Linked DNA regions of Mus musculus: regions 1, 2, 4, 5 and 6 are each linked to region 3. The links are chromatin contacts, called in public Hi-C, HiChIP or PLAC-seq and promoter capture Hi-C maps. All regions are on one chromosome and are shown on one strand. Each heading gives the region's core, a stretch centred on a gene start, on an enhancer-like site or on the middle of the called end of the contact. The rest is flanking DNA. Distances are from core to core; before and after follow the strand shown.

Region 1 (3,739 bases), core at 925-3,424, 500 kb before region 3:
CATCTCCCGAGAATTAGCATATGGGAGCTTCATGAGAAGGAACTGCTCAGCTCCATACCTTAGCACAGATGCTAAGTGGCAGAACTGGGACTGGAATCCAGGCCATCTGGCTTTACTGTCCCCACCCTGGAGAAAGAAGGCTTGTAGGAGGAGGGCTGCTGCCTCTGCTGGTCAAGGGGCCACTCCCCTTCATGGCTACTCTACTTGGAAGTGTCACAATGGAGACCCACACTTCTCCACTCGACCTGCACATACCATGGTGCTTTAAGTGCCTTCCCCCTGGCCTCCTGTCAAAGGGGAAAGACCTACTCAATCTTGAGCCCTAAGTGAAAACTTTTCATGAGCCTCTTTGGCCTTTGTAGAAATAGCAGAGCTTTAAAGACACAAAACCAGGGTAGAAGAAATACAAAGAAACAGAGGAAGGCTGTTTATAGCAATCTGTCCTCATCTCTGTTCAGTTGACACTTATTAAGCACCAACTATGCATCTATAAGAGGCAGTCAAGGAGAAGCAGAAAAGTGACCCTGTGGCAGATAGAATTCAAAGGAGAACTGTGAACTAAATAAATCCTCTAAGTTCAATGGAATTAAGAGGTGGCATTTTAGGCTGGAGAAGTAGCTCAGCAGTTGAGAGTACTCACTATTCCTCAATAAGACCCAAGTTTCATTCCCAATACCCATGCTGAGTGGTTCACAACTGTTTATAACAGCAGGTCCAGGGCACATGATGCCTGTGGCTTCTATAGGCACCTGCATTCACATACCCATATGCAGACATTCTTCTATATAAATAAAAATAAAATAAAATCTTTTTGAAAACAGTTAAGGTCTTTATGAGGTAAGTCATGGGGTAGAACCCTTAAGAAGAAATTAGGAAAGTTATAAGATGGCTTGAGAACGGGGTTAGGCATCCAATTCTATTCTTCTGCCAACTGAGAACACAATGCCCTTCCACTCTGGAAGACAACAACAAGGTGCTATCCTGAAGCAGACAGCAGGCCTCACTGGGCACCTAACCCACCAGTACCTTCTCCTTGGAGTCCCAGCTTCCAAAATTACGAGAAACAATTTTTTGCGGTTGATGAATTATACAGTGTTTAATATCTTGCCAGAAATAACTATAGGGTTCAAGGCTGGAAGAATGTTCAGAAAGGGGCTGGAGAGCTGGCTCAGTGATCAAGAGCACTGGCTGCTCTTCCAGCGGACAGGGTTCAGTTCTCAGCACTCACATAGTGGCTCACAGCTGTCTGTAACTCCAGCTCCAGGGAATCAAATGCCCTCTTCTGGTTTCTTTTGGCATCAGGCACATATGTGGTCTACAGACACAACTGCAGATAAAACACTCATATACATAAAAATAAATAAATGAAAACAATTTTAATGGAAAAAAAAAAGAAAGACCGTTGAGGTGGAGGGAGGGGTGCATCCTGAGAAAGATCCGCGCGGATGGAGTCCAGGTGAAGTGCTGGGGGGAGCCCTTGGCAAGCAGTTCACACACTTGGAGCCATAAGTCCATACATTCAAAACGTGTGAAAGGGATTGTGCTGCTGAAGGGATAATTACAGACCTTTTACAGCAATTTTATTTGTTATTATTGTGGCTGTGGCGTGCATGCAAGCGCACAGTTGCCACAGCACATGTGGGAGTCAGAGGACAACTTGGCAGCATTCTCTCTCTCCTCCCACTTTTACATGGCTCCAGAAACTGCACGCAGGTCACAAGGCCTGCACAGCAAATGATTTGCTTGCTGATCTATCCTCCTAACCCTACCAAACTTTTTTTCTTTTTTGGTCATTGCTAATTTAGTTGAGTTCGAGCTAAGACAAGGTCTTGCTCTGTAGACCCCCTGCCTCAGCTTTCCATGTCCTCGGATTTTAGGTGTGTCCCACCACACCAAATAAGGACAGACCTTTGGTGCAGCTGATGGCCATACACCTTCCTAAGTTTCCATGGTAACTGGGAATCACCATAGCTATCCACGTTCTAACAAGATCATATGCCTTTTACAGCTTGCAGCTGTGCAACATTGTGGAGAGATAATACTTCCCCTGACAAGGCAATGTGTTGCATGTGGATAATGACAGGCGCCTTGGGGGGGGGGGCTGTAAGGGGTCTCTAATGACTTGGATGGATCCACCTGTTTCAGCTCATTGTCACCAGAGAGAGGTCATAGGTCATCATTGCTCACAGAATTCTCTGCTGGAACTCATAAGTAGCACCCCTTGTGAAGAGATGTTCACCCAGGTTGGTGCGCCGGGATTCCCTTTTCCCTGCCTTGAGCTTCCTTTGTCCTTCATTAAATGGAGTCAGTCATGCCTGCCTTGATGGCTTGTTCTGAAGAAGACATGATGGCTAACACAGAAAGCATGTCCTAAACTACTGGCTAGCACGTAACAAGTGTGGAAGCCAATTCTGGAAAGTCTGCCCTAAATGCTTTTGCCTGGCCACACAATAGAAGCTTCTCTCCCCTCCCCCCACACACCTTTTTTTTTTTTTTTAACCAACTCCACAAACAGGTAGAAAACCTAGAAGCCCGAGTAGTCTCTGGGATCAAAGAATCCAAGTTAGAAATGATCCAAAGTTGAGACTTTTCAAATTGTGTTCCACAGAATTGTGGGTGCCTGGGGTGGGAGGACACTGGTAGGAAGAAGAGTGAGACTCAATTGGTGATGCCGAGAGCTTTGATACAATTTATCTGGGCTATGGCTTTGCAAAGAGTTTGAAAAGTCTGGCCCAGCATTCCTGGCTTTGCTCCTGGACTACATGAACCCAAGTAGCCTGAAAACAGCCGCAGTGAGAGGCACTGGGCCCAGAAGGTAGCCAAAGCTCTATTTGCTCCCACGTCTATCGGGCCAAGCCCTGTTCCTGTCCCAGACCTTCTTGTAGACCCAGGCTCTTTTAACCTGGCAGTCTGAGAATCAGTAAGGTAAGCAAAATGAGTCTCGTTTCCTTAGGGAAGGAAACAATTCTGGGCCTTCCCTTCCCTTCCCTCTGGAAAGGAAGAGCAGGGGCACAATCCAAAGCACACTGGGCTAGGGGGCCCACCTTTCAGGGCATTCTTTGCTGAGGGTGAAGGGTAGGGGTCTAATCTGCATTCAGGACAAAGCTGACAGGGTGTTTGAGTGTTGTTGTCATAGAGACTCAGAAAGGTGTTATTAGCATCTTTTCAACTCAGTGGCCCTGTGTGGTCCAGTCCCGTGCAATCTTAGCAGTAGCGCGCTGTCACCCTGGCAACCCATTAGCCTAGTGTTGTTACCATGGAAACTCCAGCGCTGTTGATGGGCCCAAGAACTTCCCTGAGGAGATATGCTCTGGGGGATCTGCCCTTGGCAGTGCCTATTCCTCAGGTCTCCCAACTAACAGTTGCCTGCTACTCAGACACTGGAGGCATTTAGGGCTTTTTTTTTTTTTTCTGGAGTAAGCTCAGATTCTGTGTGACAGAAAAAAATTTGGCCCTTCAAAGTGGCAAGTCTATGCTTTGTTACCATGGAAATGCTGCTTTTAAGGCTCTCAATGCAGGATGCAAAACTAACTCTTGCAGGAAATTGAGGCCAGCCAGAAAGGAGGCTGTGGGCTTGCACTTCACACTCTTGGAGCTCGTTCATTCATTTGGCATTAGTGAGCATCTATTAATACACTCGGTGCTGTGGATGCTCAGGGTTAGAACTAGAGACAAGGCCTGATCATCCACTGTCCTCAACTGAAAAGAAGGTCAAGGTGGATAGAACCATTTTTACTTC
Region 2 (3,422 bases), core at 386-2,885, 480 kb before region 3:
TCTAGGAAACTCGCTGTCCTGTTCACTCCCTCTCTCCACTCTCACCTCCCTGTGACTCCAGCCCTGGCACTAGTAACTGTCCACCTGGTCTTGGCCTTCCCTTTCTGCTGTGCCAGGCAGGCTACTGTGACAGCCAGATCACAGGACTGGGGCAGCTGAAGGTGGGAGCTGGCAGCCCCAGGAGGCTCTGACCCACAGAGGACAGGCAGACCGGGCAGGGGCTGTTGGGACACTGAGGACCCGGGGACTGAAGTAGACAAGGGATTATCTATTGGTGTGGAGAATTTCCAGGTAGGGGGTTAATACAGGTAGAGGTGAAGGGATTCCGTTTCCCAGAGCTGCACCGAGGTTATCAGATCAAGTTCCTGTGTTTCCTGGGTTTTGGTACCGGGAGACTGGGGACCGAAGTTATACCTGAGACAAGAGTGGAAGGGGAAGCCAGAATAAAGAAGAAGCAAGTCTCCGGAGAGATGAACGCTGTGGGGCCAGGTGTCCCACAATGGAGCAGAGAACAAAATCATCCAGGACCTTGGAGTACAGAAGATAAGCCTGGCTCTGTCCAGTCCAGATCTGCCTTAAGGACGCTGCCTCTGCTTACACATAGGCTAAAGGAGCAACAGCTGGGATCCACTAGCCACTGCGGTCGCCCCCGCCCCCGCTCCCGCAGCGTGCTCCTGACTATGCAACAAGTGTCACGTCTACATGTTGGCACATCATCTCCAGTAGCTTGAGCCCCTGGACTGGCCAGCGGCCCCTAAACTCTAAGACCCAGAGACCTTCAACATGGAGTCCTGACCCCACTCAGCTCAGGTCAGCCACCTCCACTGATTCACGAGGTGAGCTGGACATACCGCCATCCTCTCCCCCCACCCCCACTTGGGGTGCAGGGTGCAGGACATAAGGTGTAAGTTTGTGGTCCTAAGTACTTTAAACTACGAGGGGCATGGGGCTGGGGGCTAAGTGGTGATATGCAAGGTAATCATGAAACACCCCCCCCTCCCGCGCGCGCTGTCCTAGGAAGCAAAGCCTACATGGCATGTCGCCCCGTGGCCCCAGATGCCCTGTCAATAGGCCTCCCGGTGTGGCTGGCGCGTGGCTGCTCCTGCAAGGCTCGCACCATGTTTCCCTGGAGGCGGGAAGAGCGCGCGTGGGGCGGAAAGAGAGGACCGCGCAGGCTGCACCTCGGGAGAGCCCCAAGCGAGCAGGAGGGCACGCACTCACCTCCACAAACTGCAGTCAAGGAGAGCCAGAGCAGCAGCAGCGCCTGCACGCAGAGCCTCAGATTCATGCTGCAACTCGGTCCGCGGCAGCCCAGAGGAGCCGGCGAGTGGGCGGAGAGGCAGGGCACCCGGACGCAAAGAAAGGCGCGAGCCGGGGCTGGCGCGTGCGGGCACGGAGCTCGCGTGGCTCCCGGACCGCGGGAGGGTGAGCGCCCCAGCCGCACCGCTGGCTGCCTGCCCCACTCCTGCTCGCTGCCTCTGCTCTTGGTGCAGCCTTCTCTGCCGCCGCGGGGCAGCGCCGCGAAGCTGGCCTTGGTGGCTTCGGGTCGGCGGCAAAAACTCTCTAAGTGGCTGACGCTGCTCTGCCCGCGACTCCCAACTACCCGTTGGTCCAGGCTGTTAGAGAGAATGCTTCCCTGCTCACTTCGGGGTCTGCATTTTGTAGCTTGTGGTTTGGCCGCGAGCCCACTTGGTCATGTGGTCATTAGGAGGCGGGGGGGTTGGGGGGGGGGGGAAGAGAGGCAGGAAGAGGGAGAGGGAGTGAGCCTCCCGCACCGCCCCCCTCCCGGGAAGCATGCTGCAGCCCTATCCAGGGCGCGAGAGAGAACCCAGAGGTGGCCCCACAACAAAGGCCGAGCGGCTGCTCGGACAACCCACAACTGCTCCCCGGACAATGCCTGCCTGGCCGGGGTCCAGAGGGTTTGTAGAGACCTGAAGGATTTCAAACACGTAAACCATTTGAAACAGTGAGGGGCACTCTTAACCCTTTCTCACCTGGGTTTCCTTAACAGCTGTCAGGATACCTGGGCGTTTGCAGAAGGACCCTATTTGGGCTGCCCACAACACCCTCCCTCCATTTCCGAATCTAACTATGTTTTTTTTTCTTTCCTTGACACTGCATTCGCAAGTATGGGTTTGCTCAAGACCTCCCCTACTCCGCCTTTTTCCTCTGCATCTTCAACTGAATTAGAATTGGGGGTGATTGCCTAGGTTGTGCATAAAACTTAGGTAACCACCATTCATATCTCCTGCTGTCCCCTAGCGAGTACCTTCTACCTGGACTGGTGGGCTCGGTGACCAAGCTCTTTATGCATACAGCAAAACCTCAATATCCCACCCAATCTAAAGGCCACCGTTCTGTCCCTGCCCAACCTGAGATGCTACCCCCTGGTTCCTCTTTACTGTGGGGAGGCATTCTGCAGGTTCTACCATGTTCCCCTTCTTGCTGCTTGGAGCTGACCCCAACTTAGTTTTGTCTCGTTGTAGGGAGGATCCTCCCAGCTCCTTCCAAACTCAGCTGGATTTCTTTTACACTCAACTGGGATTCCCTATTATAAGAGGGCCTGGAGTCATTTGCCTTTCTACTCTAGATGCTTAGCTCCTTTTACAGCCTGGGATTCCCCCAAAGAAATGCACCAGATTGGGAACTCTTTAAGACAGGACCCTAACGGTCCCAATCTTCCAGGTCTCTCCAAAGTCCCCAATATCATTCTCTGCACATAGGTGGCACTCAACACATATTAAAAGACTAAATCAAAAGGTGTTCCCACCTTGCAGCAAGCCAGGCAGTTTGCTCCATGTGTACATCCAAATGTACACAAAAGGTACATTGGACAGGGTTTCTCTGTACCGCAGAAGATGTGAAATGGTATGCTATATTAGTATGAAATATCTTTGAAATGTTACAACGTTCCAATACATACATTTATCAGTCTCTCTGCCAAAACTGTCCACAAGAAAGTGACCTTTTATATATATATATATGCAGCTCCAGGCCCAGAACACAGCCTCAGAGCTAACGGGCTTCAGAATATATGATTCTGAATATAAGAGTAACTATTCAAATAAGTCAAGGGAGTCAGATGGGAATAAGGTGGGGTTCTTGATGGTCGTCTGCGGTCCAACTGGCCATATTGAATAGAAGAGGAACCAGGAAGAATCTCTCTTCACCTGAGGGACCCTGAATATGAACAGCCAGCATGGGTAGAATGTCACTCTTTTTTCCCCTCTCCTACAGGAAAGAACAGTTCAGTGAGAACGAGAAACATTGTCTTCTAGATGTAGCTGCTGTAGGCCATCACTGCCCTTACCTACACTTACTGGATCTTAGGCAAGGATAATCTCTGCTCTTCCCACTCCATGGTGCTATAGGGACAAATGAGATCATGTGTCTGAAGGCACTGTACAAAGTGAGAAGCCCTC
Region 3 (3,855 bases), core at 925-3,424:
TGACATTACCATCATTTCTTTTGGAAACTGTATTCCCTACCCCCCACTCATTTTTAAAGCAGGTGATGTCATCCGCTGGTACATGGACAAAGAAGTGTGTGCAAAAAGATGGATGGGTATTGCAGGAAGTCCTGGTATTTTCTACAGGAGAGGCCTTCAACCGCAGCCATGCAGTGGGGAAAAGGCATTTCAGTCCTGTATTTTTCCACAGATCTAATGTTATAATCAAATGAATATTTAATTGATGAGAACATTTGGTTAGCCACCAGAATTCTGGTAAAAAGCTATGTATTTAGCAAAATAAGTGCACAATATTAGAAAGGGTAGTATCTTTGGGTTGTCTAAATTTTTAAATATTTCTCCACAATTTACATAGAGCACCAGTGCTTCCAAGTACAGAACTCACACAAATTAGAATTATATTCACTGGGTTTTTAGGAAAACTAGAGGTGGCTTTTTTTCTAAAACAGAAATTCTTAAGTTCCAAGAGGTAACTGGGATAACATTGACTTTTTTGAGATGGGCAACTATATAGCCGTGACTGACTTAGAGATTCCTATGTACACTAGGATGGCCTTGAATTCTCTGAGATCTGCTGCCTCTGCCTCCAGAGTCCTAGGATTAAAGTCATATGTCACCATACCCAGCAGATAACACCCATTAAGAATTTTTTCTTGACATGTACGAAGTGGACAAACTATCCAAACACATTTGCAAAGGTCCTAACAATCAAAAAGTATTTCCACTTCTTATTCCTAAACTACAGAAAAGGCATCTGAACTTCAAAAAAGACTCCAGGGTAACATTTGATATTATAAATGTAATTACACTAGGATGATGATTTTTTAAAATGTTGATTTAAAAATACACCTTGGAGATTGTGGAGGGGGGGCATTCATTCCCACAAATCTGTATAGGTAGAAAAGATGATGACTCAAACCATGCTCAGATAAACCCATGGATATCAGAAGCACAATGGGCTAATTAGTGGAAAGAGAAGCGAATTCATTCTTAACTGTTTCAGGTCAAACTTTAGGAAGTAGGATTGGCGTGTAGCAATAGGATCAGGGGCCTAGAGACTAGCAGAGTAGCTTTAGCTCTACCTACTAATTATGTGACCTTCTGCAAGTAATTTCACCTCTTTGTTCCTCAATTTATTATCCATAAAATGAATGGGTTGGTGTTGACCACAAAATTCCTTCCAGCTCTAAAGTTTGATGAGACAACTTCCCAGAGAACAAATAGAGGGGGATCGAAAAACGTTCATTGAAGCGTGTAAGCCCACCACCAGGAATTCAACTATCTGGCCATCTCAAGGCAATCTGAGCTAATTCTCTTGATATCTGACATACAGTTTCTACTGGTGATACACCATTGCCACGTCGTAGGACAATCAAATGTACAGCTCTCACGTGGAGTTTTGGGAGGTAAAGCAGATAATCTGAGTTCCAGGAGAAACTTGTGACTGTGTCCCAACCACTAAATGACAACATCCATCTGACCTCAATGCTTTAAAAAAGGCAAGGTGGCAGAGGATGGGCAATATGGTCTGTTATAGCCAAGCGTTCTGTTATCCCCAAATCGCAAAGCCTCCCAGAAGAAGGCCTCATGCTGATTTCTGGGGTTCAAATCTCTTGAAGGTCAGGCCGGCATAAGTATGCCTATTCCTCAGCTTGGAAACTCTTGGGTTTATATCCCGCCAATTTGGAGATTCTTGAGACTGTGAAAGAAAGTTCTTTTTTTTTGAAGGACAGGGGAGCTCTGCGAGGGATGGGGAGCCCATGGCACCTAGGCCATTGGACTTTGAAGTAGGATAAGGGGTTGCCTGGGACAGGTCAGCTAGTCACCTGGAAGCCGGTTCCTCTGTTTCGGCCTCTGGACGTACACCGTCCGCACCAAGGGCACCAGTTTCTGCTTGAAAGCACCCGCCAGGCCTCCACACCGGAACATTTCGGCGATCACTCCTCGGAAGCTCCCGCTCCTTCCTTTTCCTTCCACGCACCGTCGAACGGGTCGAATACCACGGGCTCGGGTCCGCTCCCCCTCCCGTCACACGCACACTACGCAGGCTCCTCCTCCCAGCCCCGAGTGGACATTGGATAGAGGAACCGGCCCACTAGAGCCAGGGGGAAAGGCACTGAGGCTGGAGACCCACTGCGCAGGCGTAAGACTCAGCACCGCACTGCAATTGGTCCCACAGCGAGGAGGTCGGCGCATGCGTCCGGCGGCACGCGCGCTGCAAAGCCCCGGGCCCCGCCTCCGCATTTGCAAGTTTCCCAGAGTTAGCGGCCCTGTAGTAGGTTGAGCCGCTTAAGAAACCTGGACAAGGGACACTCCTGCCCGGAGGCAGCGGGTGGGGCAGCCGCTGTGTAGGTAATGGGGACTGCTAGCAAAACGGTCACCAAAACTGACCTGAGAACTTTACTTTCTGGTTTGTTTTTTGTTTTTTGTTTTTTTTTTTTTGTGCGTTTTAGGCAACTAGCTAGCCGGCATTTAAGCCTTTCTGAATCTCTTTCTGTGATCCAATTCTAGTCTTTCCCCCAGTCTTAGTCATTACACCCGACTTCCTGAATCCTGAATAAATTCCATCCATGTTTTAAAACTAACTGGCCATTTCTTGAGCAGCCCGGTTTGTTCGTTTGTTTGTTTTTGGTTTCTTTTTTTTTTTTCGGAGGTGGGGGGGAGGCGGGATGGAGTGGGACGTGTACTTCACGTGTTATATCTCCGTTATCACTGTCATATGTATCAAGTGTTGTGGATAGTCTCGCGCTATTATGGCTTTCGTGCTTGAGAAGAGAAAGCTGACAAAAAAGTTTGTGCCTGACAAATTTTCTGTGAAAGAAATTCTAAGCAGGACTTAGAAAGTTGTGGGAGATACAGAGTGAGAACTGAGAGAAAGTAGATATTTTGCTCTCCTGTGGGAGTTTTGAATTGCAGATTAAGTATTTATGGAAACTGTGTGTAGTGGCCTAACACCTGAACTCCCAGACACAGAGGCAGAGACAGAGACAGACGGACAGCAAGGAAATTTGAGGCCAGCCTTGTTCATATCAAGCCTGCCAAGGCTTCCTGGTGAAGATGCCCTGTCCCTTATTATGGAACAGTACTATATAGAGGCTTCTGTGGATATAAAAACATGGAAAGTGATCACTGTAATGGGATCTATTGTCATTTAGATGATACCTATCACAGAGCCACTGCAAGGAAGGAGTTTGGGACAGAGTCACTAGTGGAAGAGAAAGAATAGTATTTCAGAGGGTAAATGCATTGAGGCCAAAAGTAATATTTTTAGGGTTTAAACATATTGACCTCCATAAACATATTTCTCCTCCATAAGGACCTAGGTTTAATCCTGCCTCTGCTACTTGGACAAGTCACCCAGTTGGCTTCAACTGACCTGGAGACAGTTGGACTTAAGGATGAAAAGCTATAAGCCGGGCATGGTGACAATACCTTTAGTCCCAGCACTCGGGAGGCAGAGGCAGGTGGAATTCTGAGTTCGAGGCCAGCCTAGTCTACAAAGTGAGTTCCAGGACAGCCAGGGCTACACAGAGAAACCCTCTCGAAAAACAAACCAAAACAAACAAACAAACAAACAAGGATGAAAACCTACAGTTTCTCAGCGCATGGAACTAAATTAGGAATTAGAGACCAACCTGAGCAACATAGACTGCTTCAAAACACTGAAAGGCTGGGAGTATAGCTCAGAGGCAAGATGTTTGCTAAACATTCCAAGGTCCTCTTTTCAGTTTGAAGCAGCACACAGCCCCTATCCAAAGTTTAAAAAAAAATCAGAAATAAAGTTCAGTCTATTTTCAGGAAACAATAACAGAAGACTTGCTGTATTAGGAAGTA
Region 4 (3,442 bases), core at 789-3,288, 370 kb before region 3:
TTTCACGTCGCTTTGAGGGTTCAATTCTTAATAGTTCTCTTCTACATTCTTTGAAGAATTCTCTTAGTGTAAGAATAAAACTATCTTTGAATCAAGGGGGGGGGGCGGTGAGCATCCCTTACCCCAGCAATTCCAAACTTTCTAGACACTTAGCCTAATCATAAACTTATACATGTGACTGAGTATTTACCTTAAGGACATTCAATAAGTACTTGTACATTTTTTAAAAAATCAACCAAGGCAAGATAATTATTGTGGGTTCAGACAACTGAATGCTAATCAGCCATGTAAAAAAAAAATCGTATCATTCAGGCTAAGAAGATGATTCGTTGAGGAAAGAGCGTGTTGTAAAAGCACGAATACTTGAGTTTGTATCCCTGGAACCTACATAAAAGCTGGGTGATAGACAGATATCTATAACTCCAGCCCTGAATGGGGAAAGCAGAGACCTATGGATCCCAGAAGGTCACTAGCCAGCCAGTCTAGCTGAAAACCATCAGCTCCAGATGTGGCGAGGGCCCCTTTCCCCAAAACTAAGGTAGAGAGTAATAGAGCATCGACTGCTACCCCCAGATGTGAACGCACAGCTGAGAACGCATCCTGAGTGTGCACACATACACACGCATGTCCACATGAAAAATAACCGTTCCAGACTAGTTCGGCCAGTCATGGTGGTCCACATCTATAATCCCAGCACTCATCATAAGTTCCAAGCCAGCCTGGGACACACAGTAAGGCCTTGAGCAGGAGAAATGGGGAGTTTATTTTCATTAAAAATTCAAGATAGTTTTCCTGATGTAGACATTCCTAAAACTATTACCACAATCACAATAAACAAACTTATTCATCACCTCCAAAATGTTCTATATGTCCTTAGTTATCTGTCCCTCCAATTTTTCCAAATCTCCCCAAACCAATGTTTTTCGTCCTGTACGGGTGTGATTCTTTGTAAGAAGTAAATTTCTGTCTAGAGAGAGGTGCTAGGTGCTGAAAACAGTAAAGGATATTTACCTAAACAGTGTGAAATCCAATTATGGAGACTTTTTTGAAATTTCATTTTATTGTCATCTGTATTTGATAAAGTGTAAATGATACATACCAGTTGCTTTGTAGTGAACAGGAATCATTGAAAGTACTTAAACATCTACCGCAATTGCTCAATGGTAGTAAACTTACCTGGCATGGGTAAGCCATAGGTGAGACCCCTAAGCACTGCAAATCAACATTGCCATTGTCATCATTATCATCATCATCACCATCATGTGCTGAATGTAACCCACAAGATGGGCGCAATGCCCAGGCAGTTGATGAATGCCTTTTGAATGGGGCACCTGCTGTTGACGTGGCATTGCCTTCAAACATTTCTCAGTTGTTCTTGTATGACCTGAGGGGTTGTTGTGTGTAGGCACACCTCATCTAGACTGAAAACCATATGTGTGCTGATGGAAATGTGGATAGTTGCTGGATTGATAGCTTTAGAAACAGTGGATACAGGGCTATTGAAGGTTGTAGGGATGAGAGCATCATGGAAATGACTATAGCATCTGTAAAGGTGACCACTCTAAGGATGATGAAGCAGTAGAAATCTCTGAAGAGATGAGAGCTTTACCAATCATAGCTAAGGTATACTGACGGCAGTAGGGATGGTAGGAGGGATGATGGCTGGGGCGTGGGGAGTGGTGGTAGTCACGGTTGTAGTAATGGCTATCTGGTAATGGTAGCAGTAGTGATAACCATCAAGATGATGGCCACAGGAGTGACAGTAATGGTAATCGTGATCGCAGTAATGACTTGGAAGATGCAAATAGACTGGGGGCATTTACTCAACAGGCAGGGAGATTGTTCACCTTCTGATTTCAGAGGTTTAGTCAGTGAGTGTAAAGCCCAAATAAGCCAGAACATGAAAGGACTGTAGTGGATGACCGGAGACAACAGGATTGGGGCTTTTCTCTGACTGTTCAACTCAAGGTCTGTCTGCATCAGAATCTCTGGAGACTGAAGCTGGGACTTCCTTCCTCCCTAGAGGCCGGCAGGGGCCATGATTGCTGTAAGAGCAGGTCACGTGGCAAGGTTTCCTGTATGCTGCTGCTGCTGGGTGTCCATGGCCCGCACCCCCAAGCTGCCACTGCAGCAGTAAAGAGTAGCAGCCCCAGGCTCAGTCTATGCTGTGCCAACTGGCTGGTGCTGGGGAGGCTTTAACAAGAGATTTTTGCATCTTAGCTCCTTGGAGAACAGAGCAGGAGTGCCATTTCTGTAGAGGACCATGTTGCGTCGCAAACCCTCCAACGCCAGTGACAAAGAGCCCACTCAGAAGAAAAAGGTAAGGCGCATCTTTGAGCGTACACTCCTTCCTTCTCTCCTCTACACTCTCTACCAAGGCCTTCATGGACTCTTAGAAGGTGGAAGTTGAACCAAGGCTCTATGTTGAGCTTGGACGTGAGGGTTCTTCCAGAAAGCAAGGGGATGGGGCTCAACGCTCACTTGAGTAGTAAAAGTACTGAAGGTACTTTCTAAACTCTGGAATACAGAGCTATGAGTTGGGCCTTTGGAAGTCTAGAGTGATAGACTGAAGAACATAAGAGTTAAATCCACAGACATCAGTTGGAGAGTTACAAAATGTCGTGTTCAAATTGAATCCAAAGAGCGTAATTAATTTTGTCTCTCTAGCTCGGGTTCTGTGTTGCTTTTGCTCGAGTGTGTCCTCTGGGGACTACCTCATTCAAAGGGCCCTACTAGCCTACCCAGCCAAGGTGGTCACAGACTCCCTAACTCTTTGGCAGGAGCCATAGCCATTTCCCACTAGGCTCAGATCTACAACATCTCCCCCAGGCCACTGGAGATGAAGCAGTAAGTAAATTTCAGACTCAGGAAAAGAGCCCACCCAAATGCCGTAAAGTTCAGGTGGTGGTGGTGGTGTGTGTGTGTGTGTGGGGGGGGTTGAACAGGTTCTTTCTGGGCAAGTGAACTTATGAAGAATGAGAAATGGAGCTGATGACTTGCATGGTGAGTAGGTGTGAGAGCTAAGGGGGAAAAGTTCGTTGGGGGAGGGAAGGGGATTTCAAAGTCCAGGAAGGAAGGTAGCTGTCAAAAATGGCTGAAGTGTTCATCTTCCTGAGACAGGAGCTAGACTGAATGATTCTTGAAGACTCTGATATCCAGGTTTCCCTGGCTGTATGTATAGAGTTCATTTTATGTCAGGACTCTCCCAGGCAATCAGCCTGTCCAGTCTGCATGTCTAAGTGGACCACAGGAATGGTCCAAAGCAGGCCTGACTAGATCCAAGCACCCAAGCCTTAATCAGGGGCCTCCAGGACTCTCACTGTGCCCTATCCATTTTTCCATGGAATTCAACTCAGGTGCACTGTGGGGGGATGCCCCCTTGTCAGAACAGTTCCCAGGCAGTGGGCGACAACTAAGAGACAGGCTGAGAGCATTGGGGTGT
Region 5 (3,798 bases), core at 154-2,653, 440 kb before region 3:
ACAAGATTATGAATAAATAAATAAATAAATAAGCAAACAAACTATATATACATATATATGTGTATATATGTATACACACACACACATATATAGATATAGATATAGATAGATATAGATATAGATATAGATAGATAGATATCCACCCTAAGGATAGAAAATACAGCTCAGTGACACAGCAGTTGCTTAGAAGGTGAAGGCCCTGGGTTTGAACCTACCGAGAGAAAGAGAATGATGAAGTCAAAGCAGAAGAGAAAAAAGAAATTCTCTCCGTTCTGGAGGCTAAAAGTCCAAAACCAAGGTATCAGTCAGGCCATATTCCCTGAAAAAGCTCAAGTGAATATCTTTTCTTACTCCTTCCAGGTAGCCAAAGTCTAGTCCCCGTCACAGTGACTCTCTGTCTCTCTCTGTTTCTCTCCATCTGGCTCACTCTGGCTCACTCTGGCTCTCTCTCTCGCTCTCTCTCTCTCTCTCTCTCTCTCTCTCTCTCTCTCTGTGTGTGTGTGTGTGTGTGTGTGTGTGTGTGTGTGTGTATGGCTCTGTCTCTCTGTCTCCCCTCTGTGTCTCTCTCTCTCTCTCTCTTTCTCTCAGATGGAGCCCATGACCTTGGGCACATGCTAGAGAAGCACTCTACTGCTGACCCACATCCCGAGACATCCTCACTCTCACCTCCCCACCCGCAACGCATAAGTCCCTCTTATGAGAATGGCGGTCATTGGATGAGAGCCCATTCTTACTGTGACATCAGCCAACAGGCCACATCCTAAATTCTGGGTGGCATGAATTCAAAGAAACACTATTCAACACACTACAAACAGTGATATGGTCTTCAGGGATCCTGTGGGGGCCAGGAAGATAGCAAGGTAAGGCAGAGCAAGCAGCCCAACAGCAGTGTGCGCACAGAGCCCCTGCAGAGTTCCAACACAGAGCACCTGCTGAGCTCCTACACATGCAGATTCGGATCCAGCCTGCTGGGGTGGCTCTGAATTTCTCACCAGCTCCCAGGTGATGGCCCTGCTGCTCCTCCTGCTTTGAATAACAAGGAGGTTCGGCAAGAAAAGAGCTTTGAAAGCAGATGTCCAACAGGGTTATTACATTTCTTTTGTAACAAGCTTTTCCCAGGCTCTTGTTTCCCCACACCTGGATCTTGTGAGAACTGTAGAAGAAATAAAGTGTTTTTATTTGGAGATTCCTTCCTTTCCCCTTCCCTCAGAAAAGCAGACTTGTGCACAGACACTTGAGTTTGGGTAGTTTCCTGCCTGGTGTATCATCTAAAAGCACGAGGAATGAATGAATGTGAAGAAGGAGAACAATCAGTGAAGAGATTGTTTGGGCAGGACTGAGGATGTAGTTCAGTTGCTGGATTGCTTACCCTGGATCTAATGGACGTTGGATGGTGCTGGATTTAATCTCCTGCACAGCATGTGGTGGTTCAAGCATGTAATCCCAGCAGTCCCTGAAAGCGGAGGCAGGAGGATCAGGAATTCAAGGTTATCCTGGGCTATATAGCAAGTTCAAGCCTGCCTGAGCAACGTACAAACCTATCTTTTAAAAAGAGAGAGCGTATAAATGCTTAGGTTGCTGCCAGGGCATGCAGCATCCCACTTGGGAGCCCACCAAGAAATTGAGCACATGCCTAAGACTCATCCTACTAGAGTATTGTTCACTGGTTCCTATCCAGGATCAATTAAAGGTTACCCTCAGGGGCTACAGGGGTTAGGGGTGGGAAAGCAAAGGAGGAAGGCAGTCACATGCTGGAAGTAGGCTCCTGCAGTTGCTGGCAGCCTGGACTAGGATGGAATGAGGGCCCGAGGAAGAGAATTACTCTTAGTGTAATGTAATGTGTGCTTCTAGGTCACCATAGGAAGTAGCAACTTCAATGCCTCCCAGTGCCTACCTTCATCAACCTCAATCTGTCTTCACTCTTTGACACGGAAAGTGGCTTTTTATTGACATAACAATCCTTTAAGATAAGGGTCAGGAGACTCTTTCCATTTTATAGCCAGGGAAACCAGAGGGCCAGAAAAGCCAACTCATTTACCCAAGGTCACTCAGGAAGTGGCAGAAGAGATAACACAATTCACAAGAACTGCAATAGAGGATCCTTTACTGTTGGCAAATTAAAGGGACCCTGATGTCACCGTAGTTGTCAAAACTGATTCGCTTTCACTCCTCAACCATGTGCATTCGAGTTACTTCTCCTCCCCGGCTTATCTCAAACTCCGGGAAAGCTTAGCCCTAAGGGTAGTTAGTCATCTAGAATTGCCCCCTCAGGTAGTTGGGAAACCTCCCGGAGCTCCCTCTCAATGGTACTCCCCAGAACCATAGCTGAGATAAGGATGAAGGGAGACCAGTTTGTCCAAGACTGTTTACCACCCATACTTCTGGCTCCCCGACCCAATTCCTACCCCTCTACAGACCTAGACCTCTGGCCAGAACACCAGAGAAAGACTGGTAGTCCCCTTGTTTCTTCTTATGACCACACTTCAATAAATCCCTTTTCTGCTTTATCAGTCTTGTTTACACACAGCTTCTTGCCCTATTAAAACACAGTAGGGCCATCAGACACTGTTTCTTCCCTTTACAAAACAATTGACTGCAAGCAGGAACCAGGTATTCCCTCAAGTTCATATGGATTTTACTCACTGTCGGTATTTGCTAGGCTGGACAGGTACATTTGATATGAATGGATTTTTTTCCCTTGGGTAATTGGTTTGTGAATAAATCTCAGCTCTATAAAGCAAAAGATGAATTGACGGATGAAATCGAGTAATTCAGTGATTTGATATCATTAGTTTAAAAATGTCACCATAAGATTTCTTCAAGGAGTGATTTTCCCAAGCACATCAAATGTAGGACTCTTACACACATTTCGGGAAAAACAAGTTATTCTCAAAATAAGAGAGATCTATTCTTCTGCTGTAATAGAGAGCTGTTCATGTTCCATTTCCAATCAGAAAGCTCCCTGAGAGAAGGGGTGGTGTCCATTCTTTGCCATTTGGTGTCAATATATACAGAGAGAGCTGGCACTTCCAAGTTCAAGGCAGCTAGCCCTTAATAATTAGCATAGAGCAGTTTGGTGAGGATTTTCTTTTGTTAAGATTTATTTATTATTATATGTAAGTACACTGTAGCTATCTTCAGACACACCAGAAGAGGGTGTCAGATTTCATTACAGATGGTTGTAGATCTCATTACAGATGGTTGTGAGCCACCATGTGGTTGCTGGGATTTGAACTCAGGACCTTCGGAAGAGCAGTCAGTGCTTTTAACCCCTGAGCAGAGAATGCAGAATTGCAAATGGCTGCCTCAAAGAAGCTGCCAGTACTCTTGGAGAGACCAGCAGAGCACAGTAAAACAACCCGTGAGCTAGAGAATGAGATCGAATGCTTGTGTCCATCTCCGACCCTGGGTATTGAAGTTGCTTTAGGGAGAGAAAGAAGGGAGGGAGGACAAGTAAGAAAATAGATGACGTGGAAAGAGCACTGGGCTGGGAACCACGAGAAGTGGCTTCTAGATGAACCTCTTTCCAACCCTCTGTGGCGCCTTACATGTTCAGTTCTCTCTCACAGACCTTAGTCTCATCCAGTTGGCAGCTGAGCAGGGTACACAGGAGATCTGCACTCTACTGATGCACATGATACCTAGAGTCTAAGGAGCTGTGTTTGCTCCGACAGCTTCTCCTGAGCACCAGCTACTTACCGGGCACCATGCCAGGCACTGGGAGGCAGAAGTCCAATGACAATGCTGAAGTAGCTGCAGTCCCCCAACCCACCTGGCTCTTCTGGCTTCTCCACCTCT
Region 6 (3,763 bases), core at 570-3,069, 300 kb before region 3:
ATGCAGAGGCTGAGGTCAGCTTTAAAATCAGGTCGTCTACTAGTGTTGCCACTGGGTCAAACATTATCAAGAGCCCTAAGAAAAAGAAAGGGGTAAGGTGTTGAGACAAGAGTGACAAAATACAACTGAACCCTCATTTCCCAAAGACAGAAAGATGAGCACTGCTTGAAAGAGCAGGAAAGTTTGAAAATTTTATTTCTGATCTCTGTTTGGTCTCTAAGGAGGAAAACAAACAAACAAACAAACAAACCAGTTCTCCAGAGGGGGAGGGGACTGATATTTCTTAATCAATCCTGTTTCTAAACCCATGCTGGTGATTTTGATGAGCTATGATGATATGAGTCTTGGAAATAAGTAGGAATTCTGGAAGTAGCCACCCTTTGTACTTTCTACTGTACCACCATGTTCTTTAGTCACCTAAAGAAAGATATCTATAAAAATAATGTTTGTTGTTGTTGTTGTTGTCCTTTGTCCCTAAGTAGCCCTTCCCATACCTCCTCTACCTCTCCTTCTTTCTTCAATATTCAAATATTACTCACAGGAAGGAACAAGTAACCCTCTGGCTGGGGTAAGCTGTTCAGGGCATTCTGGAAGCATACACACATTGTATTTCCACAAAACAGATTTCCCCTAATCAAACCTTCTGTAACTTCTGGAGTCCGAAATGAAATCTTCTGGCTGGTCTAGTTTAACATTTGTGAGCCCACATCATATTGTAGATAAAAAGGCTTCCTTAAACAGGAGAGATCCTGGGATGGTTGGCAACTGATGCTGGGGTTGGGGGTGGCTGAGGGCGGTGGCAGCAGCTAAGAAAAGTCCCTTGGGGGCTTTCTAGGACATTTCACCAGTATCATAGCTCCATTCAGCATCCTGGATTTCCGGGCCTCGCCTTTCCCAGCCACTGTCATCCTCCTCTTCTCTCAGGTGCTGGGCTGTGTCCTCTACTTACTGGCACCACATGCCCCATGCTGGCAAGAATGAGGCGGAAGCCTGCAGCCCGATGAGCAAGAAACAACCAGCCAGAGAGCATTCCCGAGCTAGAGAGGGCAAAGGTCCAAAAGGGGACTAAGAGCCTAGCAACAAGATGGAAAGGTGTAAGGCTTGGGAAAGGGGAGGGGGCCCCAGAGGTGCAAAGATCACTTCCTTTGTGTAAAACTAACCTGGAAAACAATCTCCCCCCTCCCCCCGCCTCCATAAACTGACCCAGCAGAAGAACACAGACTAGGAAGGGGGACCCAACCTGGGAGAAGGAAAATTAAAATCCGTCAGAAAGCAGCGACCTGGTTCAGCAGCTTAGCGCCAGAAGCCAGGGCTGTGCAGCGGGCTCGTCCTCAGGAGGCCCGCCCTGCCTCCGCCACGCAGCCGACCACCGCCCCAGGCTGGCTGGGACGCGCGCCACATCCACACGCACACGCGTCCACACGCTCGTACACACTCACACACGCCCCGCCACGTGTAGTCACCCCCGGCCAGGGGCTCCGTGGCTGGCGAGCTGAGCAGGGCGGTGCCAACGTCCCTGGGTCCCGGCGGAGCTGAAGGGGGATGCAGCCCTCCAGAGAGCCGAGCCCCGGAGACCCCCACCCCCACCCCTTGTTACCTGAACAAGGGACACTGAACTCGGCCGGCAACTGGGGGCAGAAAGTGCACACTGTCCCGGGGGATCTCGTCAGCAGCCAGAGGTGGTAGCGACTTCTCCCTGACAGGGAGGGTGCCTCCTCCTGACAAGGGGCCCCAATAGTCGGGGCCCTAAACCAGCTGTGGCAACCGCCCACCGCTGGCGGAATGGAACGCTCCTCACGTCACCAGGTCGCTCCAGTAGTTGCTCGTCCTCCATTGGCTAAACGATCACAATGTCTCCATCCCGCCCCCAACGCGTACTACCATTGGCTACTTCGAACGTCACTCCAGAATCCCTCCGCCCACTCCCCCCACCCATCTCCTTGCTACAAGCCCACCTGCCAAGCTCCAGCCAGCTTCTCTCTGGGGTCTGAGCACCAGGACGCGAAGTGTTCTCGTCTATTAATATAGTTACGCAAAAGCGGAGGCGTAAGGTGGTGTGGACCGGACAAGGGAGGAGCCAAGAGCAGCCTCCCCACAAACACACTGAAGCAACACTAGCTCACAAATCCGGACTCTAACCCTGAATTCCGTCTTACCCTGGGCCTCTCCACTGCCGTTTGCCTTTAAATTGACCAAGGTCTGTTCGTGGGCATCTTAACGTTACATTCTCTGCCGCCTAAGTCCCATTCAGAAGCCTCGGACTCCCACGCAATCTCGAGGGCTTTCAGAACAGAAAAAGAATATGAAAAGAGATAACCATATCTGAGAATGTCATTTTGTGATATTGAAAACAAGTCATTGACATTAAGGAAGTTGGAGGAACTCCACTGAGACAACATAAATATTTCCAGGTAGATAATGATGCAAAGATTGCCAAAAGGTAGTTAATTTCTATTTTCTATTAGAATTTGAGATCTTGTTGGGTGTGGTGAAGCTAAGGCAAGAAGATTTGAAGCCACCCTGGTCTGACATTTGAGTTCCATGCCAGCCAGGGCTACATAGAAAGATCCTGGTTCAAATGCACAAAACAAAAGAACTGGAGATATTATGATAACAAAGGGAGGGGCATCCAAGGCAGAATTTTCATACATCAACCAGATTGATTCTTTCCTTCTGGTGCCTCCTGGCAGTTAGTTACTGTTACTGAGCCTCTGCTATCAACGGCTAGTAACACCATTTAGAAAATTGAGACTGGAGTGGGGAAAACAGTTGAGAATCACACTATTATATTATATTATATTATATTATATTATATTATATTATAGGGTGGATGTTACAAGGCACCAGATCTGTTTCCACCAGTATGACTGGTTCTTACCTTCCAAATAATATGAGGGATGTTTAAAAGTGACCTCTCCTTACCTACCACACTATGTTATCAACCCAGGTTTCCTAGAGCTTGACCAAAGTTTTCCTAGGGTTTCCAATAATAGTTGGAATTAGTTCAGAAGTGACTGCCAATGCTCTCCCAAAGGCAGCTTTGTGGTAGTTTTAATGAGAGACCACATACATGGTCAAGAATTATTATTCTTGGGCTGGTGAGATGGCTCAGTGGGTAAGAGCACCCGATTGTTCTTCCGAAGGTCCAAAGTTCAAATCCCAGCAACCACATGGTGGCTCACAACCATCCGTAATGAGATCTGACGCCCTCTTCTGGAGTGTCTGAAGACAGCTACAGTGTACTTACATATAATAAATAAATAAATCTTTAAAAAAAAAAAAGAATTATTATTCTTTTATAGTATTTTGCTCCCATATAATATTAAAACAAAATTCTTTATAATGATTATTCTTAAAACATTTATGATATCTTTCCACCAAAAAATTTAAAGGAATTAAAAACCGTGACCCAATTGTCTTACAAGAGAAATGTGTTATAACTAATTTGTAGTTGAAAGTGTGTCTTCATAAAGCTCCCATTGTTCCTGAGTGCTCATGCTGACTATAATCATCGGGTTATTTCTTATGAAGCCTATGACCAGCATTATTGCCTCCAATTCCTGGAGGCTACCAGTATTAGTACACACTTGGCATGGAAAGGACAGGAATTTCTCATGGCCCTATCAGCTCTCTGAATTCCAAAGCCTGTGCACATGAGATGCCCTTAGGAATCGCATGCTCAGCCTGGCTGCCATTCTTGTGAGTGTAGAGCAATCAAAATGAAGTGACCAAAGCAAAACATGCTTTGATCACCGCTCAGATG

The links. A called contact is a pair of places that touch in the nucleus more often than the background predicts. HiChIP or PLAC-seq counts read pairs in DNA pulled down with a chosen protein or histone mark. Capture Hi-C pulls out chosen DNA fragments and counts their contacts.
Region 1: a contact with region 3 is called in an H3K4me3 HiChIP or PLAC-seq map of forebrain, with 9 times the contacts expected there. The contact joins the enhancer-like site here to the promoter of Aifm1 in region 3. A contact is called at or near these places in 10 of 39 promoter capture datasets (the C10 cell line, cranial neural crest, embryonic stem cells and 7 more), 1 of 15 datasets of contacts at CTCF or cohesin (embryonic stem cells), 2 of 484 Hi-C or Micro-C datasets (both in the G1E-ER4 cell line), 6 of 115 datasets of contacts at active chromatin or transcription factors (astrocytes, embryonic forebrain, embryonic stem cells and 3 more) and 1 of 9 other capture datasets (adipose tissue).
Region 2: an HNF4G HiChIP or PLAC-seq map of pancreatic cancer cells shows a contact between it and region 3. The contact joins the promoter of Apln here to the promoter of Aifm1 in region 3. A contact is called at or near these places in 4 of 39 promoter capture datasets (cranial neural crest, embryonic stem cells, pre-B cells and 1 more), 1 of 15 datasets of contacts at CTCF or cohesin (embryonic stem cells), 1 of 484 Hi-C or Micro-C datasets (the G1E-ER4 cell line), 7 of 115 datasets of contacts at active chromatin or transcription factors (the NIH/3T3 cell line, embryonic forebrain, embryonic stem cells and 4 more) and 1 of 9 other capture datasets (embryonic stem cells).
Region 4: a promoter capture Hi-C map of liver shows a contact between it and region 3. The contact joins the promoter of Sash3 here to the promoter of Aifm1 in region 3. A contact is called at or near these places in 7 of 39 promoter capture datasets (the 3T3-L1 cell line, the C10 cell line, cranial neural crest and 3 more), 2 of 484 Hi-C or Micro-C datasets (CD4 T cells and macrophages), 6 of 115 datasets of contacts at active chromatin or transcription factors (the SCID.adh cell line, T-cell acute lymphoblastic leukemia, effector CD8 T cells and 3 more) and 4 of 9 other capture datasets (adipose tissue, embryonic stem cells, liver and 1 more).
Region 5: an H3K4me3 HiChIP or PLAC-seq map of embryonic stem cells shows a contact between it and region 3, with 2.3 times the contacts expected there. The contact joins the enhancer-like site here to the promoter of Aifm1 in region 3. A contact is called at or near these places in 3 of 39 promoter capture datasets (cranial neural crest, pre-B cells and second pharyngeal arch cranial neural crest), 2 of 115 datasets of contacts at active chromatin or transcription factors (embryonic stem cells and large pre-B cells) and 1 of 9 other capture datasets (embryonic stem cells).
Region 6: a contact with region 3 is called in a Hi-C map of embryonic stem cells, with 1.9 times the contacts expected there. The contact joins the promoter of Zdhhc9 here to the promoter of Aifm1 in region 3. A contact is called at or near these places in 2 of 39 promoter capture datasets (hippocampal neurons and pre-B cells), 3 of 484 Hi-C or Micro-C datasets (cortical neurons, embryonic stem cells and pre-B cells) and 1 of 9 other capture datasets (adipose tissue).

What each region holds. Positions count from the first base shown.
Region 1 is chrX:48,013,852-48,017,590 of GRCm38.p6, forward strand. No RefSeq gene overlaps it. Among named protein-coding and RNA genes, the nearest start is that of Apln, 19 kb to the right of the region's middle. Within about 2 kb of position 2,175, at least 45 of the 459 cell types and tissues checked have an H3K27ac peak or open chromatin away from gene starts, as enhancers often do. A contact at or near this core is called in astrocytes, embryonic forebrain, forebrain and 1 more, where this site is marked.
Region 2 is chrX:48,033,218-48,036,639 of GRCm38.p6, forward strand. It overlaps Apln (apelin), which reads right to left and starts at 1,636. Exons shown (of 3, transcript NM_013912.4): 1 at 1,222-1,636. The coding sequence starts at 1,288.
Region 3 is chrX:48,511,389-48,515,243 of GRCm38.p6, forward strand. Aifm1 (apoptosis-inducing factor, mitochondrion-associated 1) reads right to left here and starts at 2,175. Exons shown (of 16, transcript NM_012019.3): 1 at 1,848-2,175. The coding sequence starts at 1,950. It also overlaps a transcript of Rab33a not described here.
Region 4 is chrX:48,144,398-48,147,839 of GRCm38.p6, forward strand. Sash3 (SAM and SH3 domain containing 3) reads left to right here and starts at 2,039. Exons shown (of 8, transcript NM_028773.4): 1 at 2,039-2,320. The coding sequence starts at 2,264.
Region 5 is chrX:48,071,183-48,074,980 of GRCm38.p6, forward strand. No RefSeq gene overlaps it. Among named protein-coding and RNA genes, the nearest start is that of Xpnpep2, 36 kb to the right of the region's middle. Within about 2 kb of position 1,404, at least 11 of the 459 cell types and tissues checked have an H3K27ac peak or open chromatin away from gene starts, as enhancers often do. A contact at or near this core is called in embryonic stem cells, where this site is marked.
Region 6 is chrX:48,206,883-48,210,645 of GRCm38.p6, forward strand. Zdhhc9 (zinc finger, DHHC domain containing 9) reads right to left here and starts at 1,820. Exons shown (of 10, transcript NM_172465.4): 1 at 1,598-1,820; 2 at 1-75.